Linked DNA regions of Zea mays: region 1 is linked to region 2. Evidence: chromatin contacts called from public Hi-C data. All regions are on one chromosome and are shown on one strand. Each heading gives the region's core, a stretch centred on a gene start, on an enhancer-like site or on the middle of the called end of the contact. The rest is flanking DNA. Distances are from core to core; before and after follow the strand shown. Region 1 holds the start of LOC103653888. Region 2 holds the start of LOC100381765 (putative MAPKKK family protein kinase).

Evidence for each region. Hi-C and Micro-C count contacts between places; a contact is called where the count stands out from the background.
Region 1: a contact with region 2 is called in a Hi-C map of leaf, with 7 times the contacts expected there. The contact joins the promoter of LOC103653888 here to the promoter of LOC100381765 in region 2. A contact is called at or near these places in 3 of 25 Hi-C or Micro-C datasets (ear, leaf and tassel).

The regions. Positions count from the first base shown.
Region 1 is chr4:159,221,143-159,224,308 of Zm-B73-REFERENCE-NAM-5.0, reverse strand. It overlaps LOC103653888, which reads left to right and starts at 1,300. Exons shown (of 1, transcript XM_008680700.4): 1 at 1,300-2,463. The coding sequence starts at 1,448. The coding sequence ends at 1,873.
Region 2 is chr4:159,017,673-159,020,971 of Zm-B73-REFERENCE-NAM-5.0, reverse strand. LOC100381765 (putative MAPKKK family protein kinase) reads left to right here and starts at 1,627. Exons shown (of 13, transcript NM_001321347.1): 1 at 1,627-2,117; 2 at 3,052-3,299. The coding sequence starts at 3,296.

The sequences.
Region 1 (3,166 bases), core at 51-2,550, 200 kb before region 2:
AAGTGTATAAAGATCTGGGACCAGTTCTCGCTCTCGGTGCCACGCGACCGTGCGTGCGGTTCGGCTAGTTCAATCAGCGCAACCGATCGACTTGGTGATCATTGCGTTTGCCCGTCATCTGGATGCGTCTAAACATGCATGGGATGATCTATCGATCACATGAAAATAAAGTTAAGTCCTGTTTGGGAACAAAGTTTTTAGAAACCACAGTTTTTGAAATGCTACAGTATACTTTAGTCATGACAATACCGCAGTTTACAATACCACAATTTTAGAAACTGAGGTCCAGACCTAAGTTTAGAATACCTTAAAACAACTATAGTATTTGCAATACATTCATTTTTGAAAACAGAGATTTTAGCTAGCTTGCCAAACACCATTTTGTATATAATACCGTAGTATTTGAGAATACTGCAGTATTCTTCCAAAACTGTGAAAAAACTTCACTCCCAAACACCCTCTTATTAGTATATCTAGCTAGGCAGAGAAATGCGGCCGGCGGCAAATACCGATACATACGATGCGGGACATGGGTGGGAATGGCAAGCGGTAGCAACTAGCTAACGATTACCGATGTCTATGATGTCAAATACGCCATCTTAACCGAATGGGGCTTGTGCGCCAACACGTTACTTGCAATAATGTTTCCTCCGTCGTCCCAGTCCGCGAGGAGAGGGACAGCCATGTGAGGCTAGGTCCCTCCGTCTCTTTTATTCAGCTCCCGTCTCAATATGTTAGTCCCTGTCCCATGTTTGTTTTGTACTGTACTAGAGTCTTAATCACTGGTAGTTTTAAAAAGGTACTACCACCTCAGTTTTTTCATTAGTACTAACTTTGCCAAGCGCAGAAGCGCTCCAAGCGAAAATCTTAATCGGACAGAGATCCCCCACCTGTCAGACTCGTAGACACGGCTGAGCGTTCTGAGACAGTTGTGGCTGCGCTCACCAAGGCCCTGTTTGTTTCGGCTTCTAGCAGCTTCTGGCCACTAAAAGCTGCTGCGGACTGCCAAACGCTCAGATTTTCAGCCAGCTTCTATAAAATTTATTGGAGAAAAACCATCCAAAATCAACATAAAGACATAATTGGTTGAGTCGTTGTAATAGTAGTAATCCGTCACTTTCTAGATCCTGAGCTCTATGAACAACTTTATCTTCCTCCACACGTAATCGTAATGATACTCAGATTTTCCCCAAAGTCAGATTCTCCCCACAGCCAGATTTTCAAAAAAGCTGGTCAGAAAAAACTGAACCAAACATGCCCCCAAGAGGCGTGTATATAAGCATGTTGGTACGGGGCGCGTCACATTACTCGACCGGCAGCCCACGCATTCACTTTGCCTTCGCTTTAGCCTTTGTGCTGCTACTACTAACTTGCAAGGGACGTCGGCGACGGCCAGGCCGGCGCACCGCTCGGCGGCCCGGCCAGCCCACCCAGAGACCACCTAGCCATGGCGTCCAGGTGCTTCTTCCCCAGGGACGCGTCCGCCGCCGCCGACGGCCGGCACCAGCAGTCGAAGGCCGCGGCGGAGGCCCTCGAGCAGCTGCGCCACGGCGGCCGCCTCCTGTCCCGGGAGGACGTGGGCGGCGCGGTGCGCGTCAGGATCGTCGTCAGCAGGCGCGAGCTCAAGCAGATGGTCGCGGCGCTCGGCGACGACGACGGCGCTGGCGCGGCGGCGGCGGCGGCCAGCAGCGAGCGCCGCCACCGGCAGCGTGGCGCGGGCGCGGGCGCGGGAGCGGGGCCGGGCGCCGAGCAGAGGCTGCAGTCGCTGCGGCGGCGCAGCGCGCGGAGGGCGGCCGAGGCGGCGCGCCGGACGATGCAGGCGGGCGGGGAGTGGGAGCCCGGCCTGCAGAGCATCCCCGAGGAGGTTTACTAGCTAGTAATCTCTGCTTCACTAATTATGGGTTGGGTTGGGTACGTTTTGATCACTGCCTCGCTGCTAAGTGCTACTAGTAGTAGATGCGTGTGTGTGTACAGCGCTGTTTTTGCTCTGGACCCTCGTTATCATGGGTTCCATTCCAATGCCTGCTTGACATAGTCCTCTCCGCGAGTTTCTGCATTTTGCTTGCCCTGTGACTTTTTTTTGGGGGGTACTATTATGGACCAAAAGGGGAGGAAACTAATACATGTGTTCTGGACTGGACCTTGGATCACGATACAAAGTGCTGATGGTGATTGATGAACCGCATGGTCTCAATATAATTCTGGAGTACCGGCATCCAAGCTGTAGATGATGGAACGATGGGTGATGGGTTATGTGTGGAGGAGCTGGTTCATATTAGCTGCCGCCTGCCGGTGCCAGGATTTTTTTTTTCTTCTGTTTTCTACCTTGGTCCGGCAGTGAATTCCTTTTCCTTGCCGGTGTTCTGTGCGTACGTGACGCTGTGAGCCCGTGAGTGGAAACGGTGAACTCGACATGTGCATGTACAATTCACTGTCGAGCAATAGTTTTTAAACTTTTTATCATCTCTTGTCTCTCGCGGCCTTTTGGTTGGGCTGGAACGGAAACAAAAGTATCCAGTGGTAAAAGCAGCGCCGGTGCCAAGATTCCGCCGCACATGGCCAGATGGCTGTCGTATTAAAGAAAATAAAAACCGATGGCCGCTTGTAGTTTGGGCTTTTCGCTCGGCTTTTTGGACTGCTGTAATCCATAGCTATAGCTTTGCCGCCATGCTGTGGCTGCCGTGGATTCTGTACGTACTGCGCTGTATAGGGATTTCGAATCAAAAAAATAAGGAGAGCAGATACATAAACCTACTAGCGCACTAGCTAGCTAGCTAGCGCCTGCCATCGTCGCTTTCTGTTACGCGCTGATGGACTTTATTTGGAGTTCACAAGTAGTACAAAAGGCGTTGTAGTATCGCATGATCTTAGTTTTCTACGATCTTTTAGGTAGCCTCTGGGTTTAAAGCGTATATAAAAAATGGGTTCGCTGGAAATGTCTTTCTGTCAGAATCATGTATATTCTCCTATTCCTACTCCGCATCATTGCATGTGCTAATTCGGTATGCTTCACGCCTACACGGCCTCGACTAGTCTTGTGAATTTGCTATGTTTTTTTCTTCTTCTGTGAAAATGGACTGATTCTTGTGAAATGTCTGTATAATGTATGATTCAGCATGTGAAATGACTCTGTAACGAGCCTAACCAGCGGGCTACAGACTGGCAG
Region 2 (3,299 bases), core at 378-2,877:
CAATAATGTATGTGGTGCGTAATGGGAGAGGAGAGGGAAGAAAAGGACTCAGAGCCCTACTTGCTAGATCTGTCACTTTGTCGTCTACCTTGAGATGCAACAAACCTATGCTTGCAACTATGCTACACGATCATACATATGCTTACAGTTAACATGAGAATCTGTATTAGGTCTATGGATGGCAGCGGGATGAGTAAGGTGCAAGTGGAGTAAATTATGCCCGCATTGTACCATAGGTAACATTTTTCCCATGTACAAGCATCTGTTGAGTATGATGTCCACATATATCCATACTCATAAGTTAGATTGTCACTAGAATAGAGGTATTTCACCCATGAGTAGGATTGTAATCCTTGGCTAGGCCCTATTTGAGCTATCCTCTTTCTCCGTGCAACACCTGTTTCAAATCTATCTCCATTTTCATGGATTTCTATTAGATGTTGGGATAGAAAGATGAAGGGGAACAATGATGCCACTGCATAAGGAGGAACAATGGTACAATCCATAGAAATGGCGAGATTGTCTACTTGTGTTGGTATAGAGAGGTGAAGGGGGAACAATGATGCCATTTCATAAGGAGGAACAATGGTACAAGCCATAAAAATGGCAAGATTGTCTACCTGGCCTAGCGCTAGTTACTCATGGCAGTTTATGCCCATCTAAGAAAACTTTTCGGTCTATCACTCATCCCAAAATTTCTCTAGACTAAGCACGCTTAACTCAAAGGTAGATAGACTTCTAAAAAAAGATACACCTTGTTGGCATTAGTATTTTATCAACCCTATTAAGCTTTGGGCTAGGATATCATAATCCACCCCCTTAGAAGATCGACACCCTTTTTGGTTAACACCAAGTCAGAATTTTCCCTTACTGGCCACATATTTGTATCTAGTGTCATTATATATCATTCCATGTGACATCTCGCGGCCCACACACACCATATGTCCGAACGTGTAACATCCAAGCTACCTCTAGACGCTGGTAGTTAATACTGACACCCCTCTATGATCATAGACTATCCTTACGAGACACGAGTCTTTTCTCTAGGTCAAAAATGTTTAACCTAGATGTTCTTTCGACATAGACCTCCGAAAAAGAATGTAAACCTTGTTGGTACGAGTATTGTTGATATTATGGACATCTTTTGTTTACATCTTCATCATACACATATATACAAATATACTCCTCTCACATATTATCATTTTCTTCTAAAATTAGATCAATGATTTTCTAAACCGTGTCTTTTGTTGTTCATCATATTCAAGTCTCAAATGAAAATGTGTTTTAATCTTACAATTTTTTGGAATTCATGATGTCTAGTAACATTTACAGATTTGCCGTAATTCAATAAAACAAAGGAGTGATCGCTGCGAACATCCTAATCATACCCCATTTCCAAATTAACCATAGCAGCACATGCAATGCAACACTGTAGTTAAGGCCCAGGCCCAGCGTTTGTCACGAGGAAGGAGCAGCTGCCACGGACCCCAGCCCCACCACGGCACGACTGGCCACAGTGATCCCGAACCGCACGAGATTCTCGCCACCACCAGCAACCATCCCCTCCCTCCTCACTGCCGTCCCGTCACAGCACAGCACGTCACAGCACAGGCGCGGCGCAAAGCACGCACACTCCCTTGGCCCTTCGCACAACGGCACAAGAGCATCGCGGAGCACGCAGCAGACAGGGCGAACAAAAACTGCCCCTCTTCCTCCTCCCCCGCTCCCGTCGTCGTCTCCTTTCCTCCCCCCCTTTCCCCCGCCCCCCGCATCCTGCATTACCCCCCTTGCGCGTCCCTCTCCGACCCCTCACCCCTCCAGATTCCTCCCGCCTACGCTCGCGGGCCTCTCCTGCCCGCCCGATTTCGCCTCGAAGCTCGTCGTCGCGGGTGTGCTTTTTCTTCGTGCCGATTTGCTGCGCCTCGTCGCCGGCGACCTCGGCGCTTGCAGGCGGCCAGGTGCAGCAGGACAGGTCTGCTTCCACAGACTTCTTCGTTGTTTCGCAGGTGGCGCCCACCTCCACCTTCTCTTCTCTGCCGCCGCCCTGCTCTAGTGGTTCCGGACCTGGGGTGGAGCGGAGATCCACCCGGGCTTCGATTGCTTTCGTCGTCTTGTTGGTACGCACTCCTAACTTGCTCGGAGTAGATAGATTGTGCTCGGAGTTTTTATTGTTGTGCGGGGAATATTAATGCGACTACTGCGAGTATTCAATTCGGAATCTTGCTTTATCTACACTCAGCTACCTGTGGATTTGCTTACAATCTACTGTGCTATTCTAGTCCGTCCATATAGTTCCATTATGCTGTTATTCTTCCGGGCATAATCAGTGCCAGTTGGCGCCACAGGATTTGATACCAAAGGTGCGGGTGTATTTGATTTCGCAAAAATCTCGAGGCAATGACTGCATCTTGTCCTTTCCTGCATAAATTCCAACTTGTATACAAGTTAGCTGAGTTATATCGGATTTCTTAGCGTTGGATACTTTAGAGCAGTTAGCCTGGTAGTTTATGCCACCCCGATTGAAATGGTGCATTGCATATTCGAATGTGCATATATCTTATGCCGCCAGCACATATCATACCCATTCAAAATGGTTATTACGTGAGAGCTCTGAAAGAAAGCTGCATATCATAAGCCCAGTGTTTTTGCATACATGGTTTTGATTAGATACTATGTCCATGTGGCTGTTAGTATTGCGGACAAACTTTTGGTCAACATTGTGATTATTTTCCCCCGTTACTTTACCCTTTTGCATGTAAGAGTTCTCATGAAAAATGATGTTACAAGATCGAACTAACGCTATTTTGGGGTCTGTTTCTTTTGATTTCTATATGATCCTAGCAAACCTTTGAAATGATGCCTATTATACTTCGAGTAAATTGTTTCCAATTGTGTGTTTTTTAGAGTACGCTACTCGTAATGATTACACAATTTATTGAAAATCTGGAACTGAACATCCACTTGCAGTCAGCTTAAGAAATTATTATGATATTTTGTTTTAGTGCTCCATTATTGTTATTGATATCACCTGGTGTTTGCATATGGTTTCAGGCTTTGGGGTGGAGACGACACTAAGTTGGAATTTTTATCACACAAGGAAGCAAGAACAGGAAAAATTCACATTTCAGTGTTGCACTCTGTGGAGGGTTCATTGTCAGTTCACCAAAATACTACAGTACTGGAGGGTTTTTGTTGAAGTGCTCCTCATGTTCACCATCTCTAAATTGTCATAGGCTCAGTCTGCATGATCTTGCTATGAGTGCATAGATAAATCATCTCCGTATCTGTGTTCAGTATGC